Regions from separate parts of the Sus scrofa genome. Here regions 2 and 3 are each linked to region 1. Evidence: chromatin contacts called from public Hi-C data. All regions are on one chromosome and are shown on one strand. The core of a region is the stretch at or near the end of the contact, and the rest is flanking DNA. Distances in the headings are between cores, read along the strand shown.

Region 1 (4,505 bases), core at 867-3,366:
CAGGAGACATATAAGATCCAAAAATAATTTACTCATAGGCTATCTGGATAAACTGAGAGAAAATGCAGTGTAGAGGAGAAACAGCACATCAACAAAAATCATCGTGTTACCTTAACTTTAATAAGCTTCTGAGGGTTTCTTCTTCTACACCGGTTAACTTCAATGCTACGTCTGTTTTTGGGAGCTGCCATCCAAAAGACACTATCCAAAAGGCTGGAAATCGCCTTGCTTCCGTTGGTATCATTTGCTGGTTCTGTACATATAGCTGGACCTTGGACTGCCAATGCTGGTCCTACAAAATAAAACATGGAGATACAGAATCAGTTTCTAGTTTCTAAATGACTATTTACAGATATCACTCTCCTTAACAATCAACAGTGATATATCAACAGGCACATACATAGATAAAATATTACAGTCAACAGACATTTAACAGGAAACCTTAGCAGCCATTACAATATACTAAAGCTCATACATGAAGTCATTTTAAAGAACACAGAATTTTTCTTAGCAGCACCTGCTTAAATCAATCAGTGAAATTTTACCAAAAGTTTCTCGTCTTGTAATACAGAACTCAGGGGGTGAGTAGTAAACATGAAAAAAGTCTGAGAGGCACCCAACACAAGACCGAAAAAAAAATTTACTCAGTTGTCCACATTCTACTTGGTGGGCAGTACCTAGTTACTTTGCAAGGACATCTATGCTTTCCACTGGCCCTGAGATAAATGTTGACTGGTCCTTTATTAGATTCAAACTGCGTTAGCGCCTCTGTCCTGGCAGACACTTTAAGTCACTTAGCTCTTCATGATATTTAATCTTGATCCATGTCAATTCTCCAAGGAAAAGAACTAGCTCCTCATTCTTTGTAAGATATTAATTATTTAGGTGATCCCCAACGTTTCACTCTTGTTTTTCTAAATTGTTTATAAAACCAAAGAGATTCCTTCACCCTCTCCTGGCTAAATTCTTCAGACCTAAAATACTTCTTGATCTTAGAAACTTTTAAAAGTATACAAAGATGTCTAACACTTAACAACTGGTATTCCTTTTCAGTTTATCTAAAAGTATTGCTAAGCCCAGACAAGTGGTTAAGAGCACAGGCTCTGGACGGCCTGTGTCACTTTGGTTCCCTTCTGAGCCTACATCTGTAGAAAAGTGCAGACACCTAATGGGACAGTTGTGGAGATTTATCCCAGGAAGCACATATAAATTTTGACATACTACCTGGGTATTATCACTTCCATGTTCTGGATACCTTCAAAATCGAGGAGAATGTAAATGTGGAATCAATGACATCCAAGATGCTTCCATTTAAAAGTAGTTTCTGTTGGGAGTTCCCGTCTTGGGGCTGCAGACATGAATCCGACTAATATCCATGAGGATGTGGGTTCAATCCCTGGCCTCGCTCAGTGGGTCAAAATCCAGCACTGCAGTGAGCTGTGGTGTAGGTCCCAGATGCGGCTGGGATCCAGCATTGCTGTGGCTGTGGCGCAGGCCCGAAGCGGTAGCTCCGATTTGACCCCTAGCCTGGGAACTTCCGTACGCCTGGGGCTGAGGCCCTAAAAAGCAAAACTTAGTTGCCATGGGAAACAGAGGATCAGGATTCAACTGCACAGAGCTCAAACACCGGAAGGCAAATTGCTTTAGGAAGTGGAACGAAAGGAAAGACAAGAGGATCGAAACAGCAGCTCGGCGTGGTGCCAAGCTAATGCCCTTCAGCCCCTAGGCACGAATGGGACAAGTGCAGGGCCTTTTTCCTTTTTTGCAGGGGACTGGGGAGCAAAAATTGCTGTCTCTTGCTTCTAAGTAAATGAAGGTCCAGGACAATGTCCTCTACGCTCTGCGGGAGATCAGACCGCGGGAGGAGGGCAGAGCAGGAGCGGGGTCCACAACCATGCCTGGGGTCCCCGGGCCCAAACCGCTCTCCACGGAGGTTTTCTTTACCTACCCCAAGGATGAAGGGGAAGGCCTAGCCGGTTGTGCTGAAGCTTCCGTTGCAGTTGTTCCCACCAATTCCGGAGAAGTCCCCGGGCTGCGGGCCACGGCGGAACCACCAGCACCAGCATGGCGGACGCCATGTTGCTCGCCCAAAAACCACGCCCATCGGGCCGGGGGCCCACCCCTACCTCGAGCATGCGCACAGATCAGAGTCGGCCAACGTCTCGTTTAGAACTACAATGCCCAGCATGCCTCTGGAGCGGCTCTGATTCTTCTCCAATCAGAGAGAGAGAAAGGAAGGCGCGGGGAGGGGAAATGAGAAGAAACGGGCTTCAGTGCGCATGTGTGCGGCTGTGCCTTGGATCTTCGGGTAAAGATGGCGGAGCGTGGTTACAGCTTTTCGCTGACTACATTCAGGTAGGGAAGGGGTCTCCGAGGTCCTCCATGTAGCTGAGGTTGCAGGAGCTCAGCCGACCCGGTTTTTCCCATCCTGGTCTCTGGCCTGGTGCTTTCAGAAGGCCCAGGAGGGCTTGGGGGTGGAAATGCGACTTTGCAAAGTCATTTGCGGGGCCCTCCCGCGGCCTGGGGAGCATTGGTGTCGGGGGGCTGTGGGGACGCGAGTCCGGGGATCCCGGGCGACCTTGGCGCTGCGGGAGGTGGAGGCCCTCACCGAGGTGTTTTCTTTGGCTTTGGGCACTAGAAAAGGCAGCTTTGGGTTCGCTGTCTCTGAGTGTCCCGTTCAGAACTCACAGTTTTGGTTTTTTTTACCCAAGTAGGCCTGATTTCGGGAGCTTCCGGAGCGCGGAATCTTGGTCAAATCTATGGGGTTCCTTTTCTCGGAAAGGCCAACTTTCCAGTTTGGTCCGAGTCTTAGACTGCATTTGGCATTAATGTCTTTCGAAAGCTCTTCCCGCTTTCGGTTTCCTTGGTGCTCCCACCGGAAGTTTAAGGACTGAAAATGAAAGCGGTAATCTTTCTGCCCCCTGGTTTGAGGACTCCAAACTCCTCGGCTGCATTTGCGCTTTTTGGCTGTTGTATTGGGAGGGGGATTTTTTGTTTGTTTGTAGAAAGGTTGTAGGCCTTTTTTAGAGTAAATATATAAGTATATTTTTCAAAATAAATTTGAAATGAATTGTCATCATTTCCAGTGTAAGAAAATCATCATTGAAAGATTTAATAATCGAGCGGGGGAATGGTTCAGTTTGATCATTTTCCTATAGATCAGTGATGCCTCGTTTAACATATATTCTTATTTTGACTGCTGAAAGCAGGCGAGGTCTAACTTGTTGAGTACTTTATGTGGGTGCAGCTTACTGCATCTCTTTCTGCCTCCATGTGTGGTAAATGTTATCGCAGCGCTTTACAGATGAGCTAATTACCACCGCTCAGACCAATTAAATAACTCGTCCAGTGGTCATAGATGAATAGCTGAGTTAACGTTCCAGCCGAGTTTTTTTCTGACGACAAAATTAATACTTTACATTATTGTATGATGTCTTCTTAAAATACTGAAACACCTTCTTTTTAATAAAAGATCTTATCATATACAGAGATAGAAAACAGTATTTGCCAAGTAGTCACTGTTCATATTCATGAGCAGAACAAACCTGGACTTTTATCTGTAACGAAGAGTGATCCTAGGGGAGCTGAAACATAAAACAGCCGTTCGTTATCAGGGGCTGAATCTTTCTATGATAAGTTTCTTTATTAAAATACACTCTTGTTCTTTAACATGACGGTGCAGTTCTGTTTTAGTTAAAACATTTGTTTCTAGCCGGTTGTAATACCGTATTAGACTATTAATGATGGAAGTGACCAGAGACTGAACTATAGGCTGCAGGGGTGTTTTTGAAGATTACATTGAGTTGGGGATATTGATAATAAGCGAGTAAACAAATTGGTACCTACTAATGCACTCTGAAGAATGTTTTTTCCCGACTTAGGAATTTTTATCAAGAGAAGCAGAAAGAAGAAACATAACTTTAGATTGGATAGTCTGGGAAGGCCAGTGTTGGGGCTGATTTTGGGCACTGGAAGATGAAAGGGAGCCAACTATTTGAAGATTTAGGGGTAGAGTGAATTGTAGACAGAGGGAAAAAGCATGTATGAAAGTGCTGAGCTTGAACTCTTAAATTCATATAAGGCCAGTGAGTTAAGAGTGAGCAGGGAGGCAGCATGGGGCAGGGGCCATCTTCCAGGGCCCTGTAGGAGTTTTTATTGTAAGTGAACCAAGAAATTATTACAGGATTTAAGTGGAGAGAGAGGGGGTGACACAGTACAAAGATAACTGGCTAGGGGTATGGAAGTAAGAGTAGAAAAGAGGAAAACTAGTTAGAAGGCTTCTTCAGTTATCCCTGTGCTTTGGAGCCGAATACTGGCCTGATTGAATACAAAGTTGGTTGAGTAGCTCAGTGAGTGTGTATGTGTGATTACGGCAACAGAAGAAAAGGTAACTTTAAATTTACCTAATCTTTTAAAATGTCCCCAGAAGTATTTAAATTCGGTATTGAAGAATAACTGAAAGCTGGATGGGCCCAGAAGGTCATGATATGATTATTAAAATAATG
Region 2 (4,505 bases), core at 1,282-3,781, 690 kb before region 1:
CTCAGTGGTAACAAACCCTACTAGGATCCGTGAGGACGTGGGTTCATTCCCTGGCCTCGTTCAGTAGGTTAAGGATACGGCATTGCCATGAGCGGTGGAGTAGGTCACAGATTCAGCTCAGATCTGGTGTTGCTGTGGCTGTGGTGTAGGCTGGCAACTACAGCTCCGATTCTACCCTAGCCTGGGAACTTCCATATGGCTCAGGTGTAGCCCTAAAAGGCTGAAAAAAAAAAAAAGGCTTAGCAGGTGTAAGTCCAGTGATAGAAACGTAAATTCTCAGTTTTCTAGCAAACTATCAGAGAAGCCTGTCGTATGCTTTTCTTATTTACAAAGTAAACACATTTCTTTCTAGTATGGTACTAATTGATCCAGGATTAATTGTCATGAATATTTTATGAAATACACATATAAAAAAACCTCATCAGTTTTTTGTTAGTTGATGTATTCTGTGAAATATCAAGCTTGGTATAAGGCATTGCAATCTTTTTTTTTTGGTCTTTTTTTGTCTTTTTGTTGTTGTTGTTGTTGTTGCTATTTCTTGGGCCGCTTCCGCAGCATATGGAGGTTCCCAGGCTAGGGGTTGAATCGGAGCTGTAGCCACCGGCCTATGCTAGAGCCACAGCAATGCGGGATCCGAGCCGCGTCTGCAACCTACACCACAGCTCACGGCAACGCCGGATCGCCAACCCACTGAGCAAGGCCAGGGACCGAACCCGCAACCTCATGGCTCCTAGTCGGATTCGTTAACCACTGCGCCACGACGGGAACTCCAGGCATTGCAATCTTAATCTCTTTCTTTAGAAATTTAACAAGTCAAAAGTCAATGAAAATTACCCAAAGGATGCCTATTTTATTTCTTCATTTCCTCTAATGTATGAAACTATTCAAATATCCCTTATTGTTCAAGCAACTCAAAATCTGCTTAGTTTCCATTAATTCTTTAAAAAGAGAACTATTCTGGGGATTCATAATTTAATAACAGGCTACTTTGATAATGTGCTCATTTAACCAGTGGATTCCAAAGTGATGGAATGTATGTATGGCAACCTATTTGTTGCATGGGAAGAAAATGCATAAATTAGTATTTTTTATCTCACCTTTTAAAGGTTCTATTTCTTGCGGAAGTTTTTATAGCATGCATAATATGTATCTATATCATACATAGTATATGTTTATAGTCAAATTTTCTTTTCTGATGGGAATGTGATCAAGAGTTTGAAGACCATTGCTTTAGACTGCCCTTAATTAGTCTGGTTATGGAACACATCAAATCTAGGTGACTCACCTGAGACTCACTGCTTTGTGGAGGAAAGGTACTTGGGTGGTAGACTGGAACCTGGGACCCTTTACCAGAGTGCTTGCACCTGAACAAATAACTCTTCCAAGACCAGGAAGAAAACTATAAGGGACTAAAAATAATTGCATGCATGTGGCAGTTGGGGGCAATTATGAACCAAAAGATATAAAGAGGCCAAAGCCCAACTACTGGTTCAGGGGTGCCAGGACCAAAAGCAGTGGACTGCACATGATCCCTGCACAAAGTACCACCAAAGAAGTGGGCAGACCATTTCAGCTATGCCTCCTGCTCAATTCATGGACGGGGCCTCTCTTGTTAACTCATTTAAGGACTCAAACAGCGAGCAAGGGCACCTGTTTCTTATTTTCCTTATAGTCTTGCTTGGAATTTTTGGCCTCTTAGCAATTTCTGTTGATTAGAGTCTAGGGACTCAGGCGGGTAACACTGGGACTTCACGCTTAACGTTAAAAAAGTAATCATGCATAGCAGTGAGGACAATGGAATGGTCAAGATGAAAATAAGGTAACTGGCCTTTATTGAACACTTTAACAAAATGCCAGACTATTCTGAGTGGTTTATATTGTGATAAGAGGAGTTCCCGTTGGGGCTCAGTGGTAATGAACCCGACTAGTATCCATGAGGATGTGGGTTCCATCCTTGGCCTGGCTTAGTGGGTTATGGATCTGGCATTGCCTTGAGCTGTGGTGTCGGCCACAGAGGAGGCTTGGATCCGGCCTTGCTGTGGCTGTGGTGTAGACCGGCAGCTGCAGCTCCAGTTCCACCCCTAGCCTGGGGATGTCCATGTGTGTGGGCCTAAAAAGCAAAAAACAAAAACTATATATCCATCCTTATGAGAAATCTATTAAGTAAATTATTATTATCGTACTACTAAAATCCGAGAGCAAAGACCACTACATTTTTTTCTTAGCACTGCATTCCCTGGAGCACAGTAAGCAGTTCATAAATATTTGGTGAATTAAAAAAAATTTTTTTGCCAAATTTCTCCGCCAAATGGGGCAAGATGGACTTGAGGGCTAGAATGGGGCTCAGATGGCCCGTGGTTCTGCATCCTTGGATGTGAACCCAAGCGCCGATCCCTGCGAGGAGCAACGTGAACCAGAGGTTTAAATTTCCTCGGCAGCCACTGCGGGACTGAATGTGTGTTGAGGGCTCATGGCGCGCAGAAAACAAAAAGCGGGGATCTGAGGAGACAAGTCCCCTCCCGGCGCGGGTCCACCTGCAGAGACGCCAGGCACCAACCTGCACCTCGCTCGCCCGGGTCCGGGGTCCGCCAGCGGCGGGCTCGTCCCGACGCTCTAGCCCACGGGGAGGCGACGCCGGAAGTCTCGACTGCTCTCCGCGGGGCGGGGCCGCCCGCCGGCCTCCGCGCTCCCCCCGCCCCGCGGCTCCCACCGGACGTCCGGGAGGAGCCCTCCCGCTCTCCGCGGCGGCGTGGTAAGCCGGGAGGCTGGCACTGCCCGCGGAGGGAGTCGGGTCTCGGCCGCCCCAGGAGTGGGTGTTCCTGCAGCGCCGGGGGCCGCGACCGCGTCCCGGGTGGGCTGTGGCCAGGGGAGTCCCCTCCGGGGTCACCTCCGGGTTGTCACCGGCCTCGACCTCCCTCCGTTGCAAGGTTGGCACCTGCGGGGCCCTGGTGGGCTCAGCTCCTCGCGACGCTGTAAGGTGCCCCCTCCTGTGTGTCTCACCGTGGTCTTGCCCTGGGGTTTCGTTGAGCGTTCCCGGGAGCACATTTGTAAAGAAGTGGACCTGGGCCCTTTGTCCGTGGCCCCAGTTTGCAGCAGCCAGAGGAGGACCCTGCCTAGATGGCTGTAGAAAAGAGCTGTTTGGCTCAGTGGTCATAATACCTTTTGGCCCCGTCACGTTTGAGCCCCACACGGGGGCTGACCATAGAAGTGAGTTTCAGTGTAAGTGAGTTTCAGGTGTGTGTGTATGTATGTGTGTGTGAGAGAGAGGAATTTTAAAATTCACAAAGATTCTTATATTTTGAAATTTCCTTTTTTTTTTTTTTCCGTCTTCCCCTAATTCCTCCTCATTCTCACCTGAGTACTGCTCCGCTTCCCTTTTATTAAAAATAGCAACTCTTTACTTAGACTTTATACATTTAAAACACAGATCTGTGTTCATCCTCTGCTTAAAGTCTTACTGGCCTCCCCATTGATTGAGGATAATAGAAATTCCTTAGGCTGGCTTCAAGACCCTGCAGGGCCTTGCTTCTGATGAATTTTTCGGTCTTATCTCCTTTCACCAAACACACAAACACCCTGTATACCACCCCCGCCGCATGCCAACCTGCAGTCATTTCGTCTCTTTGGATATGACAGTTTTATAATGATTTACCCACATTTGGAAATTTATTTTTCTATTCAGTCAGAATTTATTGAACCCTGATATTGCCAGGCACTGTTTTAGGAGCTGAGGATATAATGGGAAAAAAAAACAAAAGCACACCCCAATCCAGTCTTTTTTTTTTTTTTTTTGCTTTTTCTTTTTTTGCTTTTTAGGGCCGAAAGTGTGGCATATGAAAGTTCCCAGACTAGGGGTTGAATCCAAGCTACAGCTGCCAGACTACGCCATAGCCACAGCAACACCATATCTGAGCTGCATCTGTGACTTGTACCACAGCTCCTGGCAATGCCAGATCCCGACCCACTGATCGAGGCCAAGGATCCAACCTGCATCCTCATGGATACTAGTCGGATTCATTTCTGCTGTGCCACAATGAGAACTCCCCAAGCTACAGTCTTTTTGGGGAAAAACAAAAAAACAAACCAGATTGAGATATAGGTCACATACCTAGAACTTTACAATATACTTTGGTTTTTCGTGCATTCACAAATTTGTACAAGCAATACCACGATCAATTTTGAAAAGTTTTTATCACCCCCAGAACAAGCCCTGTGCCCATTAGCAGTCTCATGATTTCCTCCTTACTCACTCCCACTCCTCCCCACTCTTAGCCCTAAGGGGCTACTGATCTACTGGGTGTATATATTTGCCTATTCTGAACATTTCATACAATGAAATTGTAAACTATGTGGTCTTTCTTGATTGTCTTTTTTCACTTTTAACAATCATGTTCATCCATGTTATAGCATGTATCAGCACTTCATTCCTTTTTTATTGCTAGGTAATATTTCATTGTATGGATATACCACCATTTATCCATTGGTCAGTTATGGACATTTGGGTT
Region 3 (4,505 bases), core at 895-3,394, 550 kb before region 1:
GCTCCTACAGCTGGGTTCAATCCCTGGCCCAGGAACCTCCACATGGCGCAAGTGCGGCCAAAAAAAAAAAAAAAAAGTTAACATTCATTTCCTTTTTTGGTTTTGGGCTCTTGATTTAAGTATCTAATTTCATGTTCCCCTGAGTTATTATTTTTGTAAAGAAACTTATATAAGAAAAGGTATGTAGAAGATGTCATACCATTAAAACAAACACTTCATAGGCAAGCTAACTGTATAATATAGGCTGAAACAATTCATTCCTGCAGGAATTATCACAACAGCTGGTAGAGTACGAAGCAATTTTTTTCCCATTAAGTCAGTTATTACAAAGTCTTCAAGATGGTGCTCGCCACCTGAAGACATTTCAGTTTTGTAAGACGTTTTTGTTTTCTGGTATGAAGTCAGACAACTCAAACAATGGAAAGTCCTAGTTTTCCTTCAAGAAATCAGGGTTCCTTTAGAATGTCTGGAATTCTGACCAATTAGAAAACCTAGATGAGTCCGTAGCTGTCCATGTCATCTTTTGTCACACCTACAGTTTGTGCAGATCCAGTTAATTGGTGCCCAGGAGAGTGAAGAAAATCTTATCCCTGAAAAATATGTGTCCTTTTAACATTTGGAATAAATAAGATACTTCTGGGGTAGGTATCGCTGCCAAAACTATTTCTAAAAGTTACCTTCATGCTTGTAAGGCACTTTTATTATTATTATTATTTTTTTTAACATTGTAGCGGATATTATGGACCCTGTTTTTCTAAGACCCCAGAAGGAGGCTGTCATAACTGCCAGGCCCTTTGCCCACTACACCATGGTGCGATGCTGCAACCATGACAAACACCTGCAACAGCTGCTAACACTTACCAAATGCCATGTGCCAGGCCCTGGGGCTTGCACTTGACAGACTCCGCATCTTAACAACACCCCGGTGAGAGAGGTGCTGTCACGATGCGGATTTTACGGATGAGAAACGCGCAACAGCAGAGGGGGACTCGGAGCTCGGGTCTGACTCCAAAGCCAGGGCTTTTGATAACTTCTCCAAATTGTCCTCAAGGAAAAAGGGGGGTCAGTCCCCAAGCCCCCATGACTCTAATCATCCCTCTTCAACGTCCCAGATGTAGAGGATTCAAACAGCCTTCACCTTTTGCAATTTTAGAAACAGGCCAAGTTGTAAGCCCCCACCCCTACGCCCTTACAAGAGTCGGGTGGAGAAGAGAAGGCCAGGGGCCGGCTGACCGCGGGAAAATTCAGACCAGAGCCCAGAGCTTAGGAGGGAAGCCCATCTGGACTTAAGGGGCAGGGACCTAAATGTTTCAGAACGAGAACAGAAGAGCCCCACGGAACCGAAAACCAAGTCAGCAGAAGGCGGCAGACAGAAGTGCACCCAGCGCTGGTGCAGAGGAAGCTGTCACGCTCGGTTTCATCTTCTCTGCCGCAGCCACAGAGGGAGCAGCCGGAACCCACAAGAGCTGCAGGGCGAAACCAGAGCTGACGCTACCCCTCGGCTCCGACGCCGCGGGCAGAGGCGCGCAGCGCGGTTCCCACGCCGTCTCGTTCGGTTAACCGCACAAAGGACCGCAGAGGCTGGAAGGCCCCGAGCAGAGGCTGGGAGGTTCTCGGCGACCCGCGTGGGAGCCTTTCTCGGGCCGCTACCAAGTGCACAGCGCACTCCGGCGACGCGCGGCCGGGCGGCCGGGCGGCCGGGGCGGGGGGCCCCGCCGCCTAATCGCCGCCCGCACTCAGGTCGGCGCCCGGTCCCGCCGCGCCCGCCGGCCTCCCGCTCTCATCTGCGCCCCGCCCGCGCGGCCGCCCGGCCTCACCTGCCCAGCTCCCGGCCCGGGCTCAGGCTGTAGCTGTCCTGGAAGGGCTCGGTGCGCACGGCGGTGCGGATCTCCGTCAGCAGCCCGCGGGCCGGCGGCGGCGGCCGGCGCGGCGTGCTCGGTCCCCGGCTGGCCCGGCCCGAGCCGGAGGCGGCGGCCGGGGAGGAGTCGCCGCTGCCCGGCTTCTCCAGAGGAATCATGGCGCTCGGGCGCGCCGGCTTTCTGGCCGCCCGGCTCGCTCCGAGCTGCCGGCGGGTAACGGCCCCGCCTCCAGCAGCCTCCAGCCGGTCGGAGAGAAGCAACCGCTCTCCTCCGCGCCGCGCTCGGACTGGGAGGGCCGGCTCCCCGCGGTCCGGCCCCGCCGGCGCCCGGCCCCGCCCCGCGCCCGGCCCCGCCCCCGCATCCGGCCCCGCCCCCGCCCCCGAGGGCGGTCCAGAGCGCCATGTGCCTTACGCGCGCCCTCTGCAGCCGAGGGGGAGAAGGTGCAGCCTGGCGCCTGGCGAGGGGCCTCGCGCCGGACGCCGCAGTCTAGAGGCGACCAACAGCACCACCCTTCTGGCTGGAGGACCCGCTGCGTCAGCCGGTCACGCACCTGCGGATCATCTTAGTTCAGATCAGGTGAATGCAAGGCAAAGAGCTGCCTGCCAGAGCTTCACCCCGCCTTACCTTGGTAGAGTGAGGACTACCACTCAGATCAGGGCTGCTGGAAGCAGGGCTGCGTGGAAGTAGCCCCGGGCAGCGGGCTCCTGCTTAAGTTGAGGAGGAGCATGAAGAGGCAAGAGTTGAGTAAATATTTTAAGCCCTTACACGAGTCCCATGAAATAGGCGCTATTATACTGACTGTGGTCTTCTATATTTAACTTCCAAGGTGCTCTTTTCCGGTCTTGTGGCTTTAATTACAACCGTATGCTCATGACTACAAAATTTGTAGCTCCAGCTTCCAACCATTCTCTGAACTTCAGACTCATGTATTCAAGTATACACCTAGCATCACCAGTTAGATGGCAAATTAGAATCTCAGACTTAACAAGCAAAAGGCAGCTCCTGATCGTCCTTCGCAAATGCGCTGTTTCCCCAGCCAGTTTCCCTTCCTCGGTAAACAGCAGCTCCATCCTTCCAGAGATTCAGGCCAAAAACCTTGTTTCTCTCATACCCCTCATTCAACTTGTTAGTAATTCCTCTTGCCTTTGCCTTCAAAATACATCCAGAATATATTTTGAAATACATTCAAAATACATCAGATCACATCTTTCCATTTCCACATTACTGCAATTAGCATTACCTCTCGTCTGGATTATTGTGAGAGCTTGTTAACTGGATTACCTGCTTCCATACTTCCTCCTCCCCAGTTCCATATAGTTTAGTTTCAAGGCAATCAGAATGACCTTTTAAAAATCTAAATCAGGAGTTCCTGTCGTGGCGCAGTGGTTAACGAATCCGACTAGGAACCATGAGGTTTCGGGTTCGGTCCCTGCCCTTGCTCAGTGGGTTAACGATCCGGCGTTGCCGTGAGCTGTGGTGTAGGTTGCAGATGCAGCTCGGATCCCGCGTTGCTGTGGCTCTGGCGTAGGCCCGTGGCTGCAGCTCCGATTAGACCCCTAGCCTGGGAACCTCCATATGCCTCGGGAGCGGCCCAAGAAATAGCAAAAAGACAAAATAAATAAATAAATAAATGAATAAATAAATAAAAATCTAAATCAGATCACCTCACTGCTCTGCTCAAAGCGTGCCAATAAGAGGTTTGCTTCTGGTAATGCTGAGCTAGTCTACTTGTGATCACCTCTCTTACTGAGAAAAAAATGGGTAAATTATGAAAACAAACAATCCTCTGCTCGAAGCAGAAGAGAGCTTCAAAAGCAGCAACAACTTGGATGACTAAAATCCTGGAAAGAAGGGCAGCCAGAATGGCACCACCATCCCACGAGGCATTTGGTGATTCCAAGCAGTAACTGAAAAGGCAGAAATATAAGCAGGGCTTCAGGCTTCTCACTGGGCTGAGGAGACAAAAAAACTGGAGTTTAGGACCTATTAAGGAGAAGGGCCTGGTAAAAATTCTAGATTCAGTTGAATGTGATGCACCCTAGGAGCATTGGTAAAAGGGAACTAGACCGGTCCTCATAAGGACAGAGGAACGGCTTTGAAATGCAAGAGCAAATCCCCTCTGGAGAAAAACACCACCATCCAGAGCCGCGCCTCATCTGCACAATATTTCATGTACAATGTCTGGCATTTAATCTAGCACTTATAGGGGGCACACAAAAATAATTATCTTTAAGAAAAAAAGAAAACAGAATCAAGCAAGCAGGAGATTCAAATTTTCTGGAGAGATTTGATAGATTTTTAAATAATTCTGTTTATTCTAGAAATTAAATAAGAGAATTTCAGCATAGAACTGAGAACTCCAAAGAAGAATACAATGGAATTTTTAAGATTGGGTAGGGGGTGGGTGTGTAGGGGGATCTCACCATCTAAAACTATGACTCATTCGATGGGTTTAACAACGTATTAGATGCAACTGAAGAATTAGTGCGCCTGATTAGCGAACTTAAGCCAAAAAATAGGCAAAATGAAACATGAGAGGTAAGAGGACATAATGTTCAGACACGAGAATAAAACACATGAGGTCTATGTTAAAACGGTCTAAAACACATGTACTTGAAGTATCAGAAGGAGAGGGGAGAGAAAAAG

Evidence for each region. A called contact is a pair of places that touch in the nucleus more often than the background predicts.
Region 2: a Hi-C map of brain shows a contact between it and region 1, with 11 times the contacts expected there. The contact joins the promoter of LOC100516527 here to the promoter of MRPL32 in region 1. A contact is called at or near these places in 3 of 5 promoter capture datasets (fetal liver, fetal skeletal muscle and liver), 23 of 47 Hi-C or Micro-C datasets (blood, brain, embryonic fibroblasts and 14 more) and 2 of 2 datasets of contacts at active chromatin or transcription factors (alveolar macrophages and skeletal muscle).
Region 3: a contact with region 1 is called in a Hi-C map of liver, with 6 times the contacts expected there. The contact joins the promoter of STK17A here to the promoter of MRPL32 in region 1. A contact is called at or near these places in 3 of 5 promoter capture datasets (fetal liver, fetal skeletal muscle and liver), 8 of 47 Hi-C or Micro-C datasets (embryonic fibroblasts, heart right ventricle, liver and 4 more) and 2 of 2 datasets of contacts at active chromatin or transcription factors (alveolar macrophages and skeletal muscle).

The regions. Positions count from the first base shown.
Region 1 is chr18:51,907,175-51,911,679 of Sscrofa11.1, forward strand. It overlaps MRPL32 (39S ribosomal protein L32, mitochondrial), which reads right to left and starts at 2,117. Exons shown (of 3, transcript XM_021079164.1): 1 at 1,949-2,117; 2 at 111-292. The coding sequence starts at 2,078. It overlaps PSMA2 (proteasome subunit alpha type-2), which reads left to right and starts at 2,225. Exons shown (of 8, transcript XM_003360207.5): 1 at 2,225-2,355. The coding sequence starts at 2,315.
Region 2 is chr18:51,218,228-51,222,732 of Sscrofa11.1, forward strand. LOC100516527 (cytochrome c oxidase assembly factor 1 homolog) reads left to right here and starts at 2,532. Exons shown (of 6, transcript XM_021079234.1): 1 at 2,532-2,752.
Region 3 is chr18:51,360,037-51,364,541 of Sscrofa11.1, forward strand. It overlaps STK17A (serine/threonine-protein kinase 17A), which reads right to left and starts at 2,145. Exons shown (of 7, transcript XM_021078536.1): 1 at 1,818-2,145. The coding sequence starts at 2,017.